Regions from separate parts of the Mus musculus genome. Here region 1 is linked to region 2. A link is a contact called in public HiCAR-type data. All regions are on one chromosome and are shown on one strand. Each heading gives the region's core, a stretch centred on a gene start, on an enhancer-like site or on the middle of the called end of the contact. The rest is flanking DNA. Distances are from core to core; before and after follow the strand shown. Region 1 holds the start of Opn3 (opsin 3). Region 2 has its middle 120 kb from the start of Grem2.

Region 1 (6,969 bases), core at 968-3,467, 650 kb before region 2:
TGTATCAACCTTATTATGTTGATACAGTAGAGGCCAAAGCACAGCTGCTCACCTACTTACCTCTCTATCTTCATCTCCTATTATTCTGCTATACTGGTGCCCTCGTTTCCCTCCAAAGGGGCAAATAGAGTCCTCCCTTGGCACATAGGTCTTGTTTAGAGTTCAATGCAGAGCTGTCTAAGTAACAGCACATTTATTTTCTCTTTCCTCTTATGATGGTTTGTATATGCTTGAGCCAGGGAGTGGAGGTGCGGCCTTGTTGGAGTAGGTGTGTCCCTGTGGGTCTAGGCTTTAAGATCCTAGTCCTAGCTGCCTGGAAGGGAGTATTCTGCTAGCATATACACCTCTATTTTCTCTGCCTTATAATTGTTTATGGCACTTAGCATCTGGCATCTCATGTATGAACCAATTTGGTCAGCATTGTCTTCTCTCAACACCTCTAGAAAGCTTTAGGAGAAGAAGACTGTGTGCCAAAGAATGAATATTTTAGGAAAAAAAAATCAGGACTCTTTCCTTTCTTCCTTCCACTAACGTTGCAATCCTACTGTAGGAAGACTACTATAGTGAGACGTCAGAGGCACAAAGAACTTATTAAATGGTCCTATAAATCTAAACCACAAAATTAAAAACATTTTTTTTTCAGGGCAGGTGAGGTCAAAGGCCTTGTAGATGCTGAATTCAGGTTAGAAGTCTTAAAAATAAGATCAAGATTTTGAAGCTGGCACACACAACCTCTTAGTCAAGTGCTCAGTGCAGCAGGGTATCAAGCTATCTCGTCACTTAGCTGACTATTGAAGACTTTTGAGATGCACTGAGTCTAACACAAGTGGGAGGAGGGGTGGACACTGGTGCACACCAATTTAGTTTCCACAAACCAGTCATTAGTGCCTATGACATCTTCAGGTGCATGCAGCTCGGGACATTTTCCTCTCGTGGGTAGTCGTTGGGGACTGCAGTGGAGACAGAGAAAGCAGGCCTAAAGAAGTGACGTTCACAATCTATATTTGACTTGTTCTATATTTGCATTGCTGCTGGGGAAAGGTCCAGTGGAAAATGCGTGCTGTTCTAAATATATCCTCTCTATACCTGCTAGATTTGGATTGAAGCCTTAGGGGGCGGGGCACTGCTCAAGAGATCACCTCCAGAGAAGCATTTGGACTGGATTGTGTATCAGGTGTACCTACTGCAGACTGAGAAGGCTTGGGATCCAGTGGAAGGGTGACTTGGGTGTCACTCTGATGCTATTTCCTTCCTTATTCTGGGGCTCTGAGAGTGGCAGCTCAGAACACTGTCATAAACGCTGGGACATATCTTCCAGCTCTAAGGTAGTTGAGACTCAGCCTGCTGCGTTTGTTTGTTTGTTTTTAACGTCAGGTTCCCTGTTTATGAGATCATTTCGCTGGCGCTCTACTTCGGGCATTTCAGTGTTTTGTTTTCTTTCTATTGGGTGTATGAGGTGGGGGTGGGTGTTATTATAGCTTCCCAGGAAAGAGAGTATTTCATTCAGCATGCTTAACTGAGTTAAGCGCAGGCGTTCATAAATATTTATGAATGAGTGTATGCTAGGGTGAGTGACTTAACGGGTGAATGGACGAGATGCTTTAGAGTCCGTTGAGGGCTGTGAGGATCCGCTGTGGCTAATTTACCTCCGTAAGGGAGTTTACTTTCTCTTTTTTTCTGTACAGTCTGTTCAGGTTTCCACCTCGGCTTAAGGGTGAAGGAAGCAGAGCAAGAGCTCACTGGTCTCTGAAACTCACCTCTGCTGGGCGGGAACGCGCCCGGGAGGTGGGAGGGGGGAAAAGGGGCGGGCCGCTAAAGCAGTAGGGCGGGGCCACAGCTCAGAGGCGCGGTCAGAGGTTCTAAGAAGGCGGAGCTGTATGCCGGAGGGCGGGGCCAAGGGTGTGAGTCAGAGGGCGGGGTAACAGGAGATTCCGGGAGGGAGGAGCCGCAGGCCAGACTGCGGAAGAGTCTTAGGAGGGCGGGGCCAAAACGGCTGCCGTATGGATGAGGCCGCAAGGTAGAAGGGCGTGGCCTCCAGGGAGGTCCCGTGGGAGGGACTGCAAGTGCTAGCTAGTGGGGCTCGGGACCCACGCGGGAGGGTGGGATAGCAAGAACGCTAGGAGGGCGGAGTTTCATGCGGTGGGGCGGGGTCCTAGCACCGAAGGGCGGGGCCTCGGGTGCGCGCGGGTTGGGCGGGCCTGGCGCGGCTCCCGGGCACAATGGCCTGAGCGGCCCGCAGAGCGTGAGATCCACCCTGTTCGGGCCGCCCGGCTCACCGAGCCCTCTCTCTCACGGCGCGCCGGCGTCGGGCCATGTACTCGGGGAACCGTAGTGGCGACCAGGGCTACTGGGAGGACGGGGCGGGCGCCGAGGGCGCAGCACCGGCGGGCACGCGGAGCCCCGCGCCTCTCTTCAGCCCCACCGCGTACGAGCGCCTGGCGCTGCTACTCGGCTGCCTCGCGCTGCTGGGCGTCGGCGGCAACCTGCTGGTGCTGCTTCTCTACTCCAAGTTCCCGAGACTGCGCACGCCCACCCACCTCTTCCTGGTCAACCTGAGCCTGGGCGACCTGCTGGTATCCCTGTTCGGAGTCACCTTCACCTTCGCGTCGTGCCTGCGGAACGGCTGGGTGTGGGACGCCGTGGGCTGCGCGTGGGACGGGTTTAGCGGCAGCCTCTTTGGTGAGTCGCCCGGGACGCGTTCTCCTTGCCTCTCAACTTTCCCCCGGGTACATCAGCTCTGGGCCTCCGTCCTCCCCGGGATCGTCCCTGATAGCCAGTCATCACCCACAACTCCCTCTCTCTCCTCGAGAACCTCCCTTAGATACCCAACCCTCGCCTCCCTTCTCCCTTTCATCTGGTCTTCATCCCCAACTCTGTTTCCCTCCTTGCCTGGATTTACACACCCTTCTTCCCAGCCAGTCACCAACCCCAGCCCCTCCTGCCTCTGTAGCACTTTCCAAAGTCTCCCTGCCGCTGGCCATCTTATTTCCCCTCATCTATTTTTACTTCCTACTGTAGCTCTCAACAGGGCAGCTCACAGTGGACTTTACAGAGGGAGAAAGAAATGAGGCCCTGTAGAGTCAAGAGATGCAAGAAAAAAGTCAACTCCTGAACAGTGGAGGCGAGAACAAGGAGAGATTTAATTCACAAATTTAGTATTTGTTCCTCAGAATGACATGTAGAATCCTAAATAACGCAGTATTTTACCCCCTTTCACTCGTTAGCAATTATAAACAGTTGAATGCTTCCTAGGGGATGAGACTTTTTTTTTTTTTTAATTTCCTGTACATAGGTTCTGTCACACCAGAGGTTACAAATGGCGCAAAGGAGTCCAACTCATAATTAGCAGGGCAGCCAGTACATTTAATTGAAGTAGAACTTGTTGCTTTCTTGAAGATTTATATTGAGAATTGACAGGTTGAAGGTTGACTGATCCAGTATTCTAAGCCTGGGAAAAACGTGTGTGTGTGTGTGTCCCCTAGGGATTTTGTTTGTATAACGATTTAAAATAGAAATGGATATTTCTTAAGGCTTAAAGTCCCTTTCACAAACCTTAAAAACACATTGATAATTTACTATTGACTTGATCTTGCCAGATCTTAGAGAAAAACGTCTCTGTAATATCCTTGACAATTGTTATTTGCCAACTTACATGTGGCAAACCCAAATCTCACGGTGTTTGTCATCATTTCCTTTTTAAAGTTTTAAAACAAAATTTAGGAGTCATGATGGTTTTTCACTGATTGACAATTCTGATGCTTTCCCCTAATAAACATTGATCTAAGGATTTCTTTACATAACAATATTGAACCTAGAGGAAGGTCTGTAAGAGGATGCGAGTAGTAATATGGGTTGACTATATGATTATTCTCTCTGTTACCTTAAAAATGTTTTTCGGGGTGGGGGGGCATTTAGGCGGATTGATCTTTAAAAAAGGTGATGTGTCAGGACAGCTTGCAGAAAAGCCCTGGGGGTAGCGACAGGTGTTTGTTTGAAGACATTAAAGTCCTTTCTTTCTGTGAAGTACTTTTCTGTGCTGTGGTGTTCAGTGTCTCCATCTGAAACCGAATAAAAAGGAATGGGTTGAGTTTTCTTATGTCTGCAGCACCCACCCTGGCTCTCCCTGGCTTGCTCTGCCAATCCTATCTTCCAGAATCCTCTCTGCCCTTTCTTCCCCTTCTGAATTCCTGCTGGGGTCTGTCAGCACCAGGAGAGATTTTTTTTTTTAAAGACTACAAGAAACATTCGCCCTGGTTTTACCCGAGGGTTCCTTTATTCAGGGCATCCAGTCTTTCTTTGAATCATGTCATTTATTCCCATCCTAAAATCTGATGTAGATCTTCTGGGGTTAGAGGCTTGAAAATAAGTTACTTCCTGGAGACAAGTGTAGAGTGAGGTGACTTCAGACCGCACAGCATTCTTAGCAAGTAATTTCTTTGCCCAGAATATGCTCTTGAGTAGGGTAAAGGATGGAGATGGAGAAGACTCTTCCCTTTTCTGTTCCTAAACCAGGACTAATCAATTCTGAGTACTGAAGGAGAGGGCAATTTTAACTGCTGGAAGTTGCTAGCTGCTTGCTTCAGGCTTTGGTGATGCTGATGGTACTGGTCTGACGGTACAAGGGTGGGTCTTATGGCTACCCCATTGTCTGGGCTTTCCCAAGCCATTCATTCTCGAAGGCTGCCAGTTTCCCCATCTTTGTTATCTACTATTGAGCTTTCTGTGGTTAATGTCATCTATCCCATTTGCTTTGTATTTCTGAAGGGTATTGTGTTCTGTATGTACCCTTGGTGCTTATAACCCCCTCCCCTCTTACTACCACCTCAGCCTTGTTCTATGCCTGGAGGAAGTGCATGCATGTTTATACTTTAGATATCCTCATAGGTTTTCTCTCCCGCTTTGTACTCTGCTAGAAGCGAGAGTAAGCAGTTCACAAATTCTTGCATATATATATGCACAAGGGGACCAGGCAATTGCTTCATTTTGGGCTCTGCTCCTGGCATCTCGGAGAAGGCTAAAAATAAGAGGAATCCCTGATAATCTTGGTCAGAGGTTTCCACCAGCTGGCCTTGTTAGGATCACTGTTTCAGTTAAACTGATCCGTCCAGTCGGTGACCTAGTAAAGTTCATTTAAATCCCAACTGAATGGCTTATTTTATAAATGTCAGAATAACCATTCTCTTCCTTGGACCTGCACTTAGATGTCAGCAGATTTAATGGTAGTGAAAAGTAGAGGAGCCAAAGAACACTTACTGCTACAGTATATGATGAGCAATCAAAAGGCTGGCAGTGGGGTGTGTAAGTGTGGTAGCCTGCAGACTTCCAGGTGAGTGTGTCCAAAGGGAGCAGCTGGCAGCCACATCTAGCATCACACGGGCTGTAGCCAGCGTTGTGGTGGAAGGCAACAGAAGCAGCTTTTTTTTTCATCATTTCCTTAGAAATGAAATGGCTGCCACGATAGTCTGACAAAATGCAAATATTTCTTTATTTAGATGTGAAGAATAGATGCTACTTATGATACAGTGTTTTAAATAGGTAACCATGACTTTCCTTTTTAGCTTAAACATGTACTTTGATACTGAAAATGTTGTAAGACTCTTTCCCCTTAGGCTTGCTCTTACATATACTTAACGTATTTTAAAGTGCTAGTTATTGAATTAATTCTTTTGTAATATCTGAATATCTGAGTGTCTCATGTATCTACTGCAAGATCCGTGGGGTAGTTAGAGATGTAAAAATCTTCTCTACAGCTGTTCTGGGATTAATTACAGACTTCCCTGGCCACAGTAATATTCTCCATTATGTTGGCATGATCATAATGCATAACGTGTTTACATTAACACAGTAAAGCCACATAGTTCTTTTAGTCTAATCTCATGGTATTGTCTAAATATTTTATTAAAAATCAGTAATTATATAATATTATTTTTAATTTATTGGGATATTGTGTCTATGCCTCACAACAGTGTTGCCTGACTTCAGGGGAGGATATACAAAATACCTTTTGTTCATTAGAAGAACTGTTAGGAAGCATTTAATGAATTGCTTTGGGTAGAGGTTTCTATCCACATGAACAAGTCAGGCTCCAGTGGATTGGAATTGCTGTTGCATGAAATTGCTTTTCTATTATTTACAATTGTGTTCTTTTCTTGAATTTTCTTCTTTCAGAGAAGAGTTCCAGCACACACGCATATGTGATGCATGGTAACATTTACCGCTATGGTGAAATGCAGAAATGGAAAGGACACAGCCGTTTGCGTATTCTCAGATAATGGTTACATGCACTTTGTCGTGTTTTCCAAACTACTGACTTTTTTTTTTTAATGTTTAAAAATTGTAACAGTTAAAAGCTTAGGACTTAAAAACTCAGTGTTTCCGAATGAACATCACAAGTCGAGATTTTATTACAGCATCAGTACCTCAGAAGAGCCCTCAACCTAGATCTATACGGTGTTCTTTCATCAGCTGTGGCCCGAAGCTTCATCAGCTCCTAGGATGGCGGAGAAGCTTCCCACAGAGTTTGATGTGGTAATAATAGGGACAGGCTTGCCGGAGTCCATCCTGGCAGCTGCATGTTCAAGAAGTGGACAGAGAGTTCTGCATGTTGACTCAAGGAGTTACTATGGAGGGAATTGGGCGAGTTTCAGCTTTACAGGTTTGCAGTCCTGGCTGAAGGACTATCAACAGAACCATGACAGCGAGGAAGGCGTGACCGCCACATGGCAAGACCTGATCCATGAAACAGAAGAAGCCATCTCTCTTCGCAAGAAGGATGAAACTATTCAGCACACAGAAGTCTTCTGTTATGCTAGTCAAGATGTGGAGGACAGCGTGCAAGACACCGAGACTCTGCAGAGAAGTTCCCCCCTAGAGGCATCTGCTACTCCGGCTGACTCTCTGGATTCTGCAAGCTTGCCCAAAGAAAGGCAGTCAGCTTACTCTACAAGCTATGAAGTGCCTTCTAGACAT
Region 2 (6,519 bases), core at 2,973-5,472:
TCACATGTGATTCAACATTGTCTTGAGGCATGGAGTGCTTGGGGGAAACCCAGACTCCTTAAGACTGATAATGGACCAGCTTATACGTCTCAAAAATTCCAACAGTTCTGCCGTCAGATGGACGTAACCCACCTGACTGGACTTCCATACAACCCTCAAGGACAGGGTATTGTTGAGCGTGCGCATCGCACCCTCAAAGCCTATCTTATAAAACAGAAGAGGGGAACTTTTGAGGAGACTGTACCCCGAGCACCAAGAGTGTCTGTGTCTTTGGCACTCTTTACACTCAATTTTTTAAATATTGATGCTCATGGCCATACTGCGGCTGAACGTCATTGTACAGAGCCAGATAGGCCCAATGAGATGGTTAAATGGAAAAATGTCCTTGATAATAAATGGTATGGCCCGGATCCTATTTTGATAAGATCCAGGGGAGCTATCTGTGTTTTCCCACAGAATGAAGACAACCCATTTTGGATACCAGAAAGACTCACCCGAAAAATCCAGACTGACCAAGGGAATACTGATGTCCCTCGTCTTGGTGATGTCCAGGGCGTCAATAATAAAGAGAGAGCAGCGTTGGGGGATAATGTCGACATTTCCACTCCCAATGACGGTGATGTATAATGCTCAAGTATTCTCCTGCTTTTTTACCACTAACTAGGAACTGGGTTTGGCCTTAATTCAGACAGCCTTGGCTCTGTCTGGACAGGTCCAGACAACTGACACCATTAACACTTTGTCAGCCTCAGTGACTACAGTCATAGATGAACAGGCCTCAGCTAATGTCAAGATACAGAGAGGTCTCATGCTGGTTAATCAACTCATAGATCTTGTCCAGAAACAACTAGATGTATTATGGCAAATAGCTCAGCTGGGGTGTAAACAAAAGTTTCCGAGATTGTGTGTTACTTCCATTCAGTATGTTAAATTTACTAGGGCAGCTAATTTGTCAAAAAGTCTTTTTCAGTATATGTTACAGAATTGGATGGCTGAATTTGAACAGATCCTTCGGGAATTGAGACTTCAGGTCAACTCCACGCGCTTGGACCTGTCGCTGACCAAAGGATTACCCAATTGGATCTCCTCAGCATTTCCCTTCTTTAAAGAATGGGTGGGATTGATATTATTTGGAGATACACTTTGCTGTGGATTAGTGTTGCTTCTTTGATTGGTCTGTAAGCTTAAGGCCTAAACTAGGAGAGACAAGGTGGTTATTGCCCAGGCGCTTGCAGGACTAGAACATGGAGCTCCCCCTGATATATGGTTATCTATGCTTAGGCAATAGGTCGCTGGCCACTCAGCTCTTATATCTCACGAGGCTAGACTCATTGCACGGGATAGAGTGAGTGTGCTTCAGCAGCCCGAGAGAGTTGCAAGGCTAAGCACTGCAATGGAAAGGCTCTGCGGCATATATGAGCCTATTCTAGGGAGACATGTCATCTTTCATGAAGGTTCAGTGTCCTAGTTCCCTTCCCCCAGGCAAAACGACACGGGAGCAGGTCAGGGTTGCTCTGGGTAAAAGCCTGTGAGCCTAAGAGCTAATCCTGTACATGGCTCCTTTACCTACACACTGGGGATTTGACCTCTATCTCCACTCTCATTAATATGGGTGGCCTATTTGCTCTTATTAAAAGGAAAGGGGGAGATGTTGGGAGCCGCGCCCACATTCGCCGTTACAAGATGGCGCTGACAGCTGTGTTCTAAGTGGTAAACAAATAATCTGCGCATGTGCCAAGGGTATTTTGTGACTACTTGTACTCTGCCTTCCCCGTGACGTCAACTCGGCCGATGGGCTGCAGCCAATCAGGGAGTGACACGTCCGAGGCGAAGGATAATTCTCCTTAATAGGGACGGGGTTTCGTTTTCTCTCTCTCTTGCTTCTTGCACTCTGGCTCCTGAAGATGTAAGCAATAAAGCTTTGCCGCAGAAGATTCTGGTTTGTTGCGTCTTTCCTGGCCGGTCGTGAGAACGCGTCTAATAACACTTGGTCTTTCTTGTCCCTGCCTGACTCCCTTGGGTATTATAGCTGGCCTTAATTTAGGAATATAGCATGGATTCATGAAAAAGTGTATCAACAATCTGTTTCTTGGGTACAAAGTGAGCAAACTTGTCTTTGATGTTTTAAACAAGACAAAATACAGGAATGTGAGTCACAAACTCAGGCCTCAGATAAAATTGGTCGCCTTGTGGCATAGTCTAAACCCAGGTTAGTGTAATCCCTGTGGACAGTTGTCAAACTCACTGAAAAAGGAGAGCAGAAAAAAAAAAAAAAAAAAAAAAAAAAAAAAAAAAAAAGAGTTTCCCAGTCCTAGGGAGAGTGTAATCCCTTCTAATCATTTGACAAGCCCGACATCTAGTGGCCAGCTGATATTTCTAAGGCAGCTGATGGAGCCAAATCCATCTTAGCTTGAAGTGCTGTGTGGAAATTGGGTGGATCTATAACTGTCGAGGTCAATGGTCAATGTTTCTGTAAACAGTGCAGAATGGAGAGTATGAAAGTCACCTTGGTGGGTGTGGTATCCTTCTCTAATCCAGTGATTTATCTTTGCCGGGAACTAGAGTCTCAAGACAAGAAAAAGGGTTGGAGATAAAATGCAAAGAGAAAGAGCTTGGGGCAGTGCCTGTTAGCTACCTGTGCCATGTGACCCCACCTCTAAGTCCTCCACTGGGTGTCAGAGTACATCAGACCTGCCTGCCCAGTGGCCCTGAATTGTAAGCAACAATTTCACAGATGAAATGGAAAGTGAGTGTCTTTTGGAGTTGTCAGATATTTACCAACAAAAGGGGAAAGGAATAAGTGAATACCCTATATTTTAAAAAGTTTTTTTTTTTTTTTTTTTTTTTTTTTTTTTTTTTTGGTTTTTTGAGACAGGGTTTCTCTGTATAGCCCTGGCTGTCCTGGAACTCACTCTGTAGACCAGGCTGGCCTCGATCTCAGAAATCCACCTGCCTCTGCCTCCTGAGTGCTGGGATTAAAGGCGTGCGCCACCACGCCCGGCAAAAAGTTATGTACTTTTAAGATTCCATTTCTCCCTTCCCTTTTTTTCCTACAAAACTCTCATGTACTCCTCACTTACTTTCTTCCAAATTCATGGCCTCTTTTTTCAGTAATCATTGGTGTGTGTGTGTGTGTGTGATACAATGAACTATTTTGGCCTAATTGAAAGTTAAAAAAAATCACAGAGCAATCATTTGTTATTTTCTTATTTTGTTTATGAGAATTTGATAACTTGTATTTGGCTCCAGAGTAAATTATAGTTTCTTCTTTTGATATGAGTCTGAGTTTTTATTGTTTTGTCTGTCTGTCTGTCTGTCTGTCTACACTAGAAATCTATAGAGCCTTCTCCAAGACTCCTTGCCTGAGCCAAAGTGCTGTGCCATAGTGAGTGCCTGAGAGGACAAGCTTATGTGTGGCTTTGAGGTGAAGGAAGGAACAGAGGGCACCAGACACCGGTTAAACTGTGCTGTTCCTACCGTGCCAGTCAATATTGGCTGTTGAAAGTCAGCTACCACCCTTGAATGAAATGCCAAGAAAAGAGCTCCCGTTCAGGGTTTATGTCTTGTTTATTGTCCAGTGTTGCTCCAGGCAAGACCTGGATAGTGGGTGTGGGGGACCATCTGCTCTCAGGATAGTGAGTAAGGAAGAAAGCTGAAAGGGTCTGCTTAGGGTTAGAGTGGTGGACGTGGAAGTTATGAATAAGGAAAGGTAGGCTGGTGGCAGGCCAGCAACACTGTCTAAACGTATTGCCTACAGAGTAGAGCTTCCTGGTCTAGTGCCCTCGCATACACAGGGATGACTGCAGAGCCAGGAGGTGGACCAGCACTAAACATGGTTGGAGCATAAAGTTCTGGGTGGGAAAAAAATCAACCTTGCTTTTAGAGAATTCCCACTCGATTACAGAAAATGGGTCCAAGCACAAGTATCTTCATCTGTAAGTTTAATGCACGTGTTCCACTCCTTGCCCTTGCTCCACCCCTTGCCCTTGCTCCACCCCTTGCCCTTGCTCCACCCCTTGCCCTTGCTCCACCCCTTGCCCTTGCTCCACCCCTTGCCCTTGAGAAGGCGGAGCTTTGCCTGTTAGACCTCATGAAGAACCAGCACATTTTAAGCACAAGGCAAAGATGGCTGCTGTTGCAACCGGTCATATGAATAACAGTTGCCTGGTTCTTGCAGGGAAGAAAAGAACCCCAGTGTGCTCCTTTGTACTGGTCGCTGGGGGCTGAGCCGACTTGCTGGGGGAGAAGGAACAAAAGACAGGGCACGTCCAGCCAGACTGCCAGGGCCACTGGAGAGCAGTGACAGAGGGGAGCAGAAAGCAGGGAGATCAGAAACCCAGCTGAAGCAAGCGGCTCCAGTCTTTGATTGTTGTCTTTGCTCTTAAGAAAAGCTGGCATTCTTTTTATTCAAGTGTGCTAAAAATAGGGGTAAAATGATCTCAAAGGAGAATATGTGTGATTGACATGACACGAATTTGTCCAGAATGAGAAAACATCATCTTTCTGTAATTATATTTCCCTGAAAAATAGTGGTTTCAATGAAGTGGGAGAAAAACTTCCAGAAAATTGAATTTTCTTTTCAAAGTATGCAAAGCAGCCTGGTGAAAACCAAATATTACCAAAGTTTTTTCCCCTCAGAAACAGATTTGAACAGTTAATCTGATTGGCATTAATTGTATTCTTTTTATAAATCTTTTTGGGGCTACTCAGTTTCAGTGTGTGTGTGTGTGTGTGTGTGTGTGTGTGTGTGTGTGTGTGTGTGTGACAGAAGACTATATGCATTGGAACCCCTAGAACTGAAGTTATAGCAGTTTGTGGGCTGCCAGTCATGGGTCCTAAGAAACAAACTCAGGTTCTCTACAAGAGCAGTGCGTGCTATTAATCACTTAGCCCTCCCTGCAGCCCCATACATAGTATTCGATCCTAGATAAAAGTTAAACTAATTTCACTTGGAGGAACATATTAGAAAAACTTGCAAGCATTCAAAAAGATAGAAGGTCACTAAATTGCAGTAAAATGACACATAAATGAAGAGATAGATAGTAATAGAAAAATATAGTCTATACTTAACAATTTCCTGAGGGGGGAATATTAGTTCTGAAAAAATTGAGAGATAACAAGACAATGCCATATTACTGCTAGGATAGACATGTACATACATTCCTTTCTAACAGATGGTCCTTCAAGCTAGGTGATACGTCTGTCTTTTCAAGCACCTGTGTTTTCCAATGCAGATTTATAAAACAATGAAACTTAAGTCATTGACACTCCAATGAGTTGCACTAGATTTTTAAAACCTGATATTATCTCACATAGCAATCCAACAGAATAGAATACTTTTCTGCCACCTTAGCTACAATCACAAATTCCCATCTGACACATAAGAAGAAGCTAGAGGATATCTCGGTCTTTAGGAGCTTCTGCTGGGGAGGTGAAGATGGAAGGCTCCCTGAGGATCCCTGGTTAATCAGCCTGGCTTTCTTGATGTGCACCATTTTGATGAGAAGTCCTGTTCCAAAAAACATTGTGGTCAGCACCTGAAGAATGACAGCTGAAGCTGATGTATAATTTACATGTCCATTCATGTACACACACACACACACACACACACACACACACACACAATCAGAATTTTCTAGGTCCACAGATATTCATGAAATTATACTATTATGACTTTGAGACGTATTAGTTCATCAATATATTTAGCTGCCCTTTTTAGAAAGGCACCATAGTAATATTTAATTATTAATTGCAAAATCTCCTCTGAGATGCTTTCCATGATCTGGGTCTACCAGTTAACCCCCTTTCATGCTCATGTATTGGGAAAAGCAAACCTTTACATCAGAGCCTTCCTGAACTCTGTATGATCCTATCCATCCCGCGTCTCTCCTCAGTTGCATCATTGAGTTGTTGATGCCAAATTTGTCCAAAAACAGCAGCACCACTGGCTTCCTCAGAACTAATACAGTTCACTCTTAAAAAGTTAAATGCAAATTGGGGACGTAACTCATTGATAGAGTACTGTGAGAAAACTCTGCTAAGTAAGACCAAATCTGTCATTGACCAGATAGTTAGCCTTCTGGGGCTGGGCACTGACCAGTTAGCCTTCTGGGGCTGGGCACTGTATGGATGATTCCCTTCATCGGCAGGGTTTCTCCTTCTCCGACCTTGTCTGGGGAGTTCAAAACTTCCCACACCTCTATCTGCAAAATGTCATGTGGCCTTGGTTAAGATTACAGGTTCAACTTCCTTTCTCATAATAAGGAGCTAGAGAAAGTACCCAAGGAGCTAAAACAAGGGGCAACTCTATAGGAAGATCAATGATATGAACTAACCAGTACCCCCCAGAACTGTTTCTAGTTACATATGTAGCAGAAGATGGCCTAGTCGGCCATCAATGGGAGGAGAGGCCCTTGGTCTTGAGAAGATCATATGCCCCAGTACAGGGGAATGTCAGGGCCAGGAAGCGGGAGTGGGTGGGTTGGGGAGCAGGGCGGGGGAGTGTATAGGGGACTTTCA

The links. HiCAR-type assays count read pairs that join an accessible place to other places.
Region 1: a HiCAR-type map of astrocytes shows a contact between it and region 2, with 4 times the contacts expected there. The contact joins the promoter of Opn3 here to the enhancer-like site in region 2. A contact is called at or near these places in 14 of 39 promoter capture datasets (the 3T3-L1 cell line, 3T3-L1-derived adipocytes, the HPC-7 cell line and 8 more), 2 of 484 Hi-C or Micro-C datasets (embryonic stem cells and liver), 11 of 115 datasets of contacts at active chromatin or transcription factors (astrocytes, differentiating embryonic stem cells, embryonic forebrain and 6 more) and 1 of 9 other capture datasets (embryonic stem cells).

Annotation. Positions count from the first base shown.
Region 1 is chr1:175,687,880-175,694,848 of GRCm38.p6, reverse strand. It overlaps Opn3 (opsin 3), which reads left to right and starts at 2,217. Exons shown (of 4, transcript NM_010098.3): 1 at 2,217-2,679. The coding sequence starts at 2,313. It overlaps Gm39707 (a long non-coding RNA gene), which reads right to left and starts at 1,803. Exons shown (of 3, transcript XR_865748.2): 1 at 1,758-1,803. It overlaps Chml (choroideremia-like), which reads left to right and starts at 6,496. Exons shown (of 1, transcript NM_021350.2): 1 at 6,496-6,969. The coding sequence starts at 6,496.
Region 2 is chr1:175,037,469-175,043,987 of GRCm38.p6, reverse strand. No RefSeq gene overlaps it. Among named protein-coding and RNA genes, the nearest start is that of Grem2, 120 kb to the right of the region's middle. Within about 2 kb of position 4,222, at least 23 of the 459 cell types and tissues checked have an H3K27ac peak or open chromatin away from gene starts, as enhancers often do. A contact at or near this core is called in astrocytes, differentiating embryonic stem cells, embryonic stem cells and 2 more, where this site is marked.